Linked DNA regions of Sus scrofa: region 2 is linked to region 1. Evidence: chromatin contacts called from public promoter capture Hi-C data. All regions are on one chromosome and are shown on one strand. The core of a region is the stretch at or near the end of the contact, and the rest is flanking DNA. Distances in the headings are between cores, read along the strand shown.

Region 1 (4,951 bases), core at 456-2,955:
TATGGATACTAGTTGGATTTGTTACTGCTGAGCCACAACAAGAACTCCCTCTATCAATATTCTAATAGCCAGGCACTGGCATTCCACCAGCCAACCAGGCAGCAGGAGGAAGGGAAGCCAGAGGTGTTGATAAGCCGGCTAGTTTAATGATCATGTGTGTTTGAATTCCCCAATGACCACCCACCCCTGCCATGGTCACAGTGGGAACTCGGGCTGATTAGAGATAGGCTGAGTGGCAGCTAGTGTAGACTGGCACTGTAACCGCCTCAGAAAGAGGCGCCTCCAGGCCTCAGAGAGACCCACTTCCTAGGGTCACTGTGAAACCAGCACATGTGCGCCTAAGGCACAAGTGAGAACACTGGTGTCTTCTCTCCAGCTGTAAGGCTATAGCAGAATTGGTGGCTCCTGAGTGAAAGATGTACTCTCACCCCCCTCCGCCACCAGGTGCCAACATGACAGGCCTGCACACAGTTTACATTTGCAGAAACAGCAGTGATCGCCCTTAAAGACTTCTGCCTCCCTGCTTTCAGCCCAAATGCCTACGTCGCGTGCCTACCCCATGCAGGGAGCTGCCAAAAGCCACATCTGACAAATACAAACAGGAAGAGGTGCGGGTGCCAGAGATGGAGTTGGCTTACATTTGAAAGCCAGCTCTGAGTTATGAGGAGATAATGTTCTGGACAAATAAATATCATTCCCTAATCTCTTAGAGTTTGATGCTCAAAACTATCATGTGCATATTAATAGATATCGATAATCTGTTCTTTCTGTGTCCTCTGGCCGGGCCTCCTCAGTCTTCATATTCATCCCAAAATGAAGAGCCAGGAGCAGGTGAAACAGGTCCTCCCCATTCCCCCAGGGAATCTCTTCCTAGGAAGAGAGAAAATATCTTTCCTAAAAGGGGGCTTAAATGATCCTCCAAGTCCCTCCAACACATCCAGTCTGCAGGGAAGGCAGTGGACACCAGAGGAAGTAGAGGGCAGAGGAGGCAAACAGAACAAGGATCAGTAGGAAAGGGAGCTCCCCAACCCCCAACTGGTGCATGCCGGTGCCTGGACAACCAGCTTCCAAGTAGCAAAGAGCTCTGAGCAGGGGTAGAAACTAGCATCTCAACAATCACACTTGCAACCCACCTGGCATCCCCTCCACCCAAGGCATTAGCCGCTCTCCCCCAGCAGCTTAAACGTCTCAACTCGGGTCCCCAAGATCCAGCTCCAGAAGTGCGGGGCTGAAGGCACCAGAAACAGCAAAAAAAAAAAAAAACTAATCGCGAGGCTGGCGGGCCGATGGGGCGGGGGACGGCGCACTGTCCCCGGGGAGCTCAGCCCTCCCAGCTAGAGTCTCAAGCCAGTAGCCCCGCTCCAAAGCCTTCCCCCCGTCCAAGGCACTGCTCTTCGAAGTGACCCCTGCTCTGGGGGGAGATGGGGGAGGAGGGGGGAAGAGGCAGGAGAAGAAACCGAGCTGGGGCTGCCTTACCCAAAAGCCCAGTGCCCAGCCATCTCGCCCTGGGTGCGCCTCGGTCCCCGGCCCCGAGCATCGTTCTTTTCTCTCCGGAGCGCGCCAGGGGCGCGGGGACAGGATACAGGGCGCAGCCGCGCTCGCAGCCCGCGGTCTGCAGTGGGCCTGGAGGCTGCCGGGGAGCTCTGCGCCGCCGGCTGAGCTTGGGAAAGTTAGCGGGGATGGCAGGAGAGGAGGGGGAGGGAGGGAGAGGAGGAGCCGACTGCGGGAGCGGCCGCTGAGGGCACGGGGAGAAGGAGGAGGAGCACGAAGAGGAGGAACAGGAGCAGGAGGACCGCCGAGCTAGTGCAGAGGCGAGCGACGCTGCGCCTCTGCTCTGGAAGCGCTCCAGCCGCAGGAGGGGCGGTGGCCGCCGCGGTGCCTGGGGCGCCCCCGCCTCGTGGTCCCCGAGCCCCGGGAGCGTGCCGGGCCCCCCGCTTCCCCTCCGGCTTGGGCAGGGCTGCTGCGGCTTGGCACTGCAGGGCCACCCGCAGCCGCCCGCATCATCCCATGCGCTGAGCTGCCAATTAGGAGGATAGTTTGGGGAGGAGTAGAGGTGGAGCTTTTCGGGTGTTCTACTTTGGGAAACACGAGTGGGGACCACGAGGGGACCGCTTGGATGGCCGACACTGGCGCAGCCGGTGGGCGTGTGCGGGCTTCCCCACTGCACCCCACTGATTCTGACTCGCGTGCAGCCTCTGAGCCCCGCGCCCCGCCTTTGCTCCGCTGGGCAGGGTCCCGGGGACCGGCTTCCAACTGCAAACTGCCCCCGCCACCGCCCATCCACCTCGGCCATTGCTTCATGAGCTGGGAAATCATGATGCCCCTGGTTGGGGAATCCGGCCAGACACTACCAATCCGATTGGGGCTCCTTCTTCACCTTCCTGCAGCACCTCTATTCTCATTTTTCCTACCTAGGCACTCCCCGCCCCTCCCCTTTCACCCTCCTCCAATGGTTTCCTCTGTCCTTCAGAAACCTGAAGTCTTCATGGCCTCACCTCCCTTTGGGGATGGAGGAGCCCAGGTCAGCCCTCCCAGGCTTGGGGGTCACAGCCAGGGCCAAGGTGAAACTGCCAACAAAGGAGCCTTTTCTCAGACACTCTGGAGTTACCAGTGAATAGTGCAGTTTGGGGTGTGGTTTGGTAACTAATGTCTGCTGTCCTCCCCTCGGCACCCCACTGCTAACCTCCCAGCCCCCTCCCTCCATCCCAGGCCCCTTGTTCCTGACCCTCCATCCTTTGCCTCTCTGGGCACTAGTTCAGACTTGGAAACCTGCTCCCACTTCATGGCCTGACCCCTGCTACAGTCCCACCACCACCCACCTTTTTAGCCAGGGGGCTTCAGAGGAATCTTGGGCCCCTTGTGGTTGTATGGGAAAGCCTGAATGTCTATTTGGGTTTTTTCCAGGAGCTGTGACAGTGGTACAGTGGCTCTGTAGTGAGCTGTGATAGTGGTACAGTAGCTCTGGGGAATCTAGTCCTAGCTCCAGCATTTATTGGCGTGTGACCTTGAGCAAGTTATGCAATCTTCTGCAGAAGCCTGTCTGTACTACAGTGAAAGCGAAGATATTTACCTCTTGCAATTGTTAAGAGCAATGCCACCCTTAGGCCTCAGCAGCAGAGGCCTCAGCCTGGGCTCCTCACTCTGGCCCTACCCCTCCTCATTGGAAAAGTAGTTCCTGGGACAAGAGGGACCATATACGTCCTCTTCTAGACCACATGCTGGACATCCAGGACCCTGGAATTCTCTGTTCAAATGACCTGATTCTGAGCAGGTCTCTTCCCTGGGTCCATCCTCACAGAAGCCGCCCAGGCTGGATGTCCGCCCATGGGCCCAGGGAATGAGTAGAGGGCAGCTGTTTGCAGAGAGTGGGCAGTGGATGGAACTTGACATGCAGGTAGAGTGTTCCCAGGCCTGCCTGAGATCCTTCATCCCTGCAGAACTGGACATGAGTGGGCCATGCAATGGCTTTTGGACTTGCCTTAAAATTAAGACCAAGAAAAGGTAATCAAAGGCGGAGGATAATAGGTAAGTTTTAACACTTTGTTCTCTTGATTCATCACTTTAATTTAGACATATATGGAATTTGCATGTGTGCCCTTGGCCCAGGCCTCACAAACGTCAGAAGTGGACCTGACTCCGAAGACTGGATAAGATATTATCGCATGTGAAAGTGCTGAGAGAGTTCTGGGCATAGGGTCAGCCTGCAATACATTTTAGCTCTTATTATCTTCAAAGAGGGCTATGGCCCTAAAATGCTGAGCTCTTCCTGTCTCCAAGTTTGCACATTCACCGTGTCCTCACTCAATAGGTCCCAGACACTAGATCAACTGGGCCAGGCATCCACACTGCCCACTTTATTTTTACAGCAGGGGTCATGTTTCTCAGAGCAGGAGGCTGAGGTGAGACAAGAGGTGAGCCAAAGGGAAGGAAAGTGACCCCGGCCCAGAGAAGGGGGAGGGAAGAAGGCTGAGCTCCCCGGATATCTTTAGATCCTGGTGACAAGAAAAGGTGCCAGTTTCCTTCATTCCCTCCACATTTCCCAGCTGCCTCCTTGCTACTTCAATTCTTAGAGGGGGAAGGAAGGGTCCTTAGGAAACCCACACCCCACCCCTCGCTGCCCCAAAAGAAGAAACAGGCCCAGAGAGGTCAAACTCTTGGCCCAAGATCACAGAGAAAGTGATTCTTAAAACTGGGATCAGAACCTCCCCCATTATTTGATTCCCTCCCCCACCCCCCCAGCTTTTCTCTAAGGAACATCAGGAGGGCTCCACCGCTGGCAGGAAAAGTGCTCCGAGATGCATTAGCAGCTGGAGGAATGTTACATTTAGAGAGCACTTTCCTCAAAAAATTTCAAAACCCTAGTTTATCGATTGAGCCTGGAGGATCCTGGGGGGGGAGGGCAACCAAAGGTCGGAGTTCCTCCATCTTGCCTCAAAAAAAAATTGCTTCTTTGAGGAGCCCGCCCTGATTTAACCCCCCCCCCCTTCACCCAACACAGGAGCCCCAGGCTCTGAGGGTGGAGGGTGCGGGATGGGTAGAAATGCGCAGGAACCCTGGCCCTTTCTTCTCCTCCTGCAGCTGGAAGGCCCTTGAGGGCAGGAGGCCCCCGGCTGTGCCCGGGTGGCTGGATTCTTGGTGGTGGGGTCGTGCACACTCAGATCTTAGGCGGCCTGGCTCAGAAATACCTTGAAGAGTGAGTTTGCAGGGATGCAGAGGGGGACTGGGCTGGTGCCAAGGAGCTGTCAGGAAGCTGCTCTTAGGTGCGGGGGGAGATGGGGCCTAGATTTAAGGATTTGGAGATTTTCCAGGGCAGGGGGAGAGGGAGGTTCACGCGGTTCTTTGAAGCAGTTGGCCCAACAGTCCTGAGACCAGGCGAGCCCCTCGAGCCTCTGGGCTCCTCTGCCTGCACCCGGGCCCTCCAGGGAGCAGGATGGAGCGAGGAGGACAGCAG
Region 2 (5,387 bases), core at 2,813-5,312, 170 kb after region 1:
AAGAAAATAGAAAGAAAATACCCTTCTATGGTAATGAAGGGGCCTTGGCTGAGACGTCCTCATAGGTAGTGGCTACCACTCTAACAGAGTCATAAAGCCAAGGCCAGCCCCTTAGCAGAAGTGAGACTTTGTCATACACTCTCTCAGAGCCTTGATAAGAAGTGATTCTTGGGGCCCTTGATGTCTCTGCCACCTCCGCTCATGATGTCATGGAAACTTCTGTGTGGCCAGGTCTCTAAACACAGCAGCCCGCCCGCCCTCAGCTGTGGTGCGGAAGTCAAAGCAGCAGCAGTGTTGGTATCGGGGACTAGAGCCAGTGGGGGTGGGGAGCAGCAATCCTGCACCCAGAGAGTCCGCCAGGCCAAAAAACACCAGTGGGACAGGATATGGTGAGACACTGCCCATCATACCGTCCATGTGGGGCAGAGAAAGGGAAGCGAAGAAAGAAGGACACAGGTGGGCAGGGAGGGCAAAGGCTCAGCCAAGTCAGGACCACTCCCATGCCTCACCCAGGATCCTTCAAAATCCAGGCACCTGCCAACTGAAGGAGGACATCTTTCTCAGCTGAGCAAGGAGAGAAGTTGAGTCGGTAACAGATGCACCTAGAAGCCACCAGTCACAGGTTTACTTGTTCCGAGCCCAGTTCTCACCAAGACGACTGTACTGACCATCATTCCGATCTCGAAGGGGCTAAGACATGAGAAGGGAGAACAGCGAGGCAGGGTCAGGATGCTCCAAGGGAGAACCCCAGCCAGCCCCAGAGATGAGAGCTCATGACTGGCCTTCCCCAACTCCCCCACTAGTGACGAATTCCCCATTAAGACCTTCACACCTCCATGACACCTAGTGTCAGGCTCTAAATTCCCACTCACTCCTCCCCCCGTTCTCATCTTTTCCCCCTCCAGGCTCACCTGATAGAGCTGGTCATTCCTCAACAAATCTTGAGTGTCAGCAGCTAAGAGAACCAGGGAAAGAAAGTCAACAAGGGCTTAGAAGGATGGGACAGTGAGACCCCATGAATGCTGCAGGGAGGGGGATGGCAGCTGGGCACAGCCTTGAATGCCAGCATGAGCTGTATGGGCACCCAAGTTCCATCAATGACCAGTTGGAGGAATCCTTAGGCGATTGCAAGAGTGACTCCCAAATGAGACATGATCCACCTCCAGACCCACTCCTTAGCAGACACACACTCACACCCAAAACATACGCACTCTGTCCCTTCCACTTACCCCTAGAGAACCTTCCCATCTCGTGTCCAGCAAAGCAGTAGACTCCCAAAGCGAGGAGCAGAGTGGCGATGATGTCGGTGACAATGATGCCTGCCAGGGTAGCTGAGTCCAGCTCCACGCAGTTCTGGCACACTGTTGGGGAAGGGAGGCCAGAGGACAGGTGGAGAGTCTTCAAGATCAGGGAACCATCTCTGCCTCTTAGGGAAGCCCAAGACCTCTCTCATGCCAAGACCCAAAGTTGAAGAAAGGACTGCTGAGAGCCTCGCTACATCCATCTCCATCCTTCACCCTGAGAAACCCCTGACAAGAGCCTAGGCGTAGTCTCAGTTTTGTAGGAACTTAAACGAGGCAGTGGGCCAAACCATACTGCCAACCAAGCCTCTAGTGCTTGGGTCATCAGGCCCTACTGCTCTTTTACCATCAAGTTCTTTCCCACTCTGAGGGCTCCAAAATCTGGCTCATACCATTAAAAAGCAACCTAGCTTGTTGAGAGAACCACAGCCCCCACCAGCTAGAAAGTTCTCATGTCCAGAGGCCCCATCGATTCTAACCCAAAAGGTCTGGGAGGCACATACTTCGATAATATACTTGCAGAAATATTTTGCTGTTGCTGTCTTGTTCTTTTGGCGCATTGCACTTATATAATCCTCTTGGATCCAGGATGCGTTTTCCCAGGTCTATTTTTTTATCTGAAAGTAGTTCTCCTTCTGTTCCTTGTAGCCATATGATGCTGGTATTGCAACTCACAAACACTTTGTCCTCAAGTTCCTCCATTTCTACCTCATAGGGGCTCACTAAGGAAAAAAATACCATGATTGGAACAAACTCTCTGATCCACACCAAACTCCTTGTTCCGCTGAACCTCATACTTAAGAAGGACTGCTTTCCAAATCTAGAACAGTCTATCGTTCATAATGAGAGAGACAGAAGTCACAGACAAAGGATTCAGTAGGCTCTCCATGAATTACAGGAGCCAAGAATGCAGGATGATGCAAACCAAACAGAGACAGGCCGTGATGACCATAGAACAAAGATGAAATCATGGAGATGGTTGATCCAAGAACCTTCCTGGAAGTGTGTTTAGACCACTGATTAGAAATAGGAGGGGAGCCCAGGTTGCTGAAGCATCCAAGAGGTATGGAAAAGCAGAGGAATGGTCCTCAGTTGGAGACATCCACATCTTCTCCAAGAAAACTTCTAATTCTACTTCCCAGCCACCTGCCACACTTCCATTTCAACTTCTCAGCCTCTTCCCTCCCCTTCTGCTCTTGTCCCAACCGCTCTGTAGAACTCTCACTACTAAACCCTTTCCCAGGGCCAGTGATGGTTGGGGGAAGGAAGAAGCTGGTATAAATTACAAGTGAGCCCAGTGGTCCAGAAGAGGACCTAGGGCAAATCCAGTGGTCAAGATTTTTAGTTTTCCTATCCTGTGCTTAAGGGGAGAGGGCCAGAAAAAAAAATGTTCTATTGGGAGTTCCCTTTGTGGATCAGCAGTTAGCAAACCCCACTAGGATCCATGAGGATGCGGGTAAATCCCTGGCCTTGCTCAGTGGGTTAAGGATCTGGCATTACCATGAGCTGTGGCATAGGCCAACTACTACAACTCCGATTTGACCCCTAGCCTGAGAACCTTCATATGCCACTGGTGCAGCCCTAAAAGTAAAAACAAAAAAAAAAAAAGTAAGTTTCATTGAATCCATAATCCATTCTTGGGGCTCCCCACAAGTCTTGCGCAGAGTGTAAGGGCAGAGTTGTGCACAGCACCTTCTAAATTCACTAAATTACTTTGACTAAGAGCATCTCTACAGCCAAGAGGCACTGCAATCTATATCTCCTATTCCAGGGAAAAGTGGAATCTGCATTTTCCCTGAGCTTCATAGTCAGTTACCAATTTGGGTAGAAGAACATCCTCTAGAACTGCCACCCCCCTCCCCAAGAGCCATTTCTCATGTCTCCATCAGGAGACCATGCATGTTTTCTCAGGGAGACACATGTACTTCAGATGCTACGCAACAGACCACCATGTCTTCCTTGGGGATCCACTGCGAATGGAAATCCTGGATATGCCAGAGAAGCTGACTACTAGGTTAACCATTCATCCCAGTTTGCCTAGAATTGAGGGAGCTCCTAGGACATAGGACCATCAGTTTTTTGGATTGGTGGGGAGGTTCTGGCTACACTCACAATATGCAGAGGTTCCAGGGCCAGGGATAAAATCCCTGTTACAACAGTGACTCAGGCCACAGCAGTGATAGCACCAGATCCTTAATCACTAGACCACCAGGAAACTCCTATCAGTTTTAAAGCCAGACAAACCGGGATGAGTTCATCATTCTTCAACCCCAAATCTCCTCCCCCTCCTGTTCAACCTCAACTTAAGTTTTCTCAGAAAGCATTCTGCTGAGTGCTGGGTGGCCAAATGGTGGCCAAATGACCAAGACTCCTGGATCCCAGAGACATCTTCCCCAGAAGGAACAGTGCTCCCATTACGGGCCCTAGCCTCAGGTGACACACACCCCAACACTTTCTACAGAGCTCAGACCTAAGGTCTTCTGAAGGACATTCAAGGCTAAGACATACCCTAGCGGGAGTCAGTCAAAGCTAAGAACCTGTTTCCCAAGCCCTGTGCTACATCCCAGCACTGCTCTCCTCAACAACCCTGCCTGGTGAAGTTGAAGCTAGCACCGAGGACTTTCAAGTGGATCTCACTCCAGGTGGTGATGGCCCTCTCAGGTCCCTTCTCCAAGATGCCCCCACCCACCTGGAGAAACCTTACCTCGGGAGAGAAACGCAGCCAGTATCAGGCCAGACAGAAACCTGCTATGTTCCATCTTCCAGCAGAGTTCATCCAGTAGACAGACCCAGGTCACAGAACTTGCAGCCTGGGTGAAAGCCGCCCTCCCACAACCGACTCACAGGCACCCGGAAAAAGTAAAGGGTGGGGGAGGAACTGGAAGGTGCCTGTGTCTCTGCTCTCTGCTGCTGGTGATGGGAGATGATTGGGGAAGGGGTATGCTGCGGGGTAGGGGTAGGAAGGAAGCGAGTACAAATGGCTCTTTCTCAGAGCATGGAGTGTGGGGGTGGGGTGGAATGTGGAAGCTGAGAATATGGAAAAAGGGACCTGTACCTCTAGGAAATAAAGGGATATTTAAGGTGCCCTTTCTTCAGTCACTGATGGAAAAAAAGAAATGCAGATTTCCTGTCAGCAATATCACTACATTTACTCACCACTTGAAAACAGTCATTTCTCAAAAACCCTTGAGAGAAACTGTGAACCTCATCCCATAAGCCATACCAGCTAGGTGCCTCCCATTCCTGGTCTTGCTCACTTCGGTATCCTCAACATCTGGCTTGTGCCGGGCACCAGATTAAGAGTGCTGTGCATTTTTGTTGATTCCGACTGGCTGAAGGGCCTAAGATCCTGGGAACTCAGCAAAGGCCCTAGTCCCTGGAAATGCATGACCTGTCTTATTGGAATTGTCCCACCTATTCTTTCCCAGGCTGACCCCTCTGTGAGGATTTCATCTTAAAAGAGTAGTTAAAAATCCCTGGACTGTGATGGCTTTCTGTTCAGAGCTCCAGCCCCAAACACCTAAGAGTTCCCACCTAAATTCAGAGTTCAGACAACAACTAGCATGGGTAACAACTGGTTGAGATACTAGAAACAAATCGTGGTGGAGACATTTATCTTCCTCCTGAAGGAAGGGGGCCTGGGTCACCTCCGGCCCAGCACCCACGGTGGCTCTCGGTGCCAGCCAAGTCTCTGAAATGGGAAACAAGCACTTTCTCCAGCTCTCTCCCCTCCACCTCCCACACTCCTCTCCTTAACGGAAAAGCCAGAGACTTCTGCACCTGCAGCCCTTCTGAGCCACGCCCCCACCCGCTGCCCACCCTTGAGGCAGAGGGTGGAGGCTCTGGGTTCTTGCCTTCTCACAAGGGCCCCAGCTCGAACGATGCTGGGTGGGGCTAGGCTAGCTGCTAGCACAGGCTGGCTGGCGGCTGGGGACTGTTCAGTGCTTCTACTGGGGAAGAACAGAGCGTAAGATGGAGCAGGGAAAGCATCTGGCTGGCCTCATCCTGGCTATTACTCTTCTTCAAGGTAAGGGCCCACTATGGGGTCTGACGGCCTGGAGAAGGGCTTAAGAAAAGGAGCCAGCA

The links. Promoter capture Hi-C pulls out the DNA fragments that hold promoters and counts their contacts.
Region 2: a contact with region 1 is called in a promoter capture Hi-C map of fetal liver, with 2.8 times the contacts expected there. The contact joins the promoter of CD3D here to the promoter of SCN4B in region 1. A contact is called at or near these places in 4 of 5 promoter capture datasets (fetal liver, fetal skeletal muscle and liver), 14 of 47 Hi-C or Micro-C datasets (blood, brain, embryonic fibroblasts and 7 more) and 1 of 2 datasets of contacts at active chromatin or transcription factors (skeletal muscle).

Annotation. Positions count from the first base shown.
Region 1 is chr9:45,473,901-45,478,851 of Sscrofa11.1, forward strand. It overlaps SCN4B (sodium channel subunit beta-4), which reads right to left and starts at 1,706. Exons shown (of 6, transcript XM_013977487.2): 1 at 1,477-1,706; 2 at 1,134-1,228. The coding sequence starts at 1,158.
Region 2 is chr9:45,640,091-45,645,477 of Sscrofa11.1, forward strand. It overlaps CD3D (CD3d molecule), which reads right to left and starts at 4,063. Exons shown (of 5, transcript NM_213775.2): 1 at 4,006-4,063; 2 at 1,805-2,023; 3 at 1,230-1,361; 4 at 912-955; 5 at 385-690. The coding sequence starts at 4,060. The coding sequence ends at 625. It overlaps CD3G (CD3g molecule), which reads left to right and starts at 5,258. Exons shown (of 7, transcript NM_001008686.1): 1 at 5,258-5,328. The coding sequence starts at 5,274.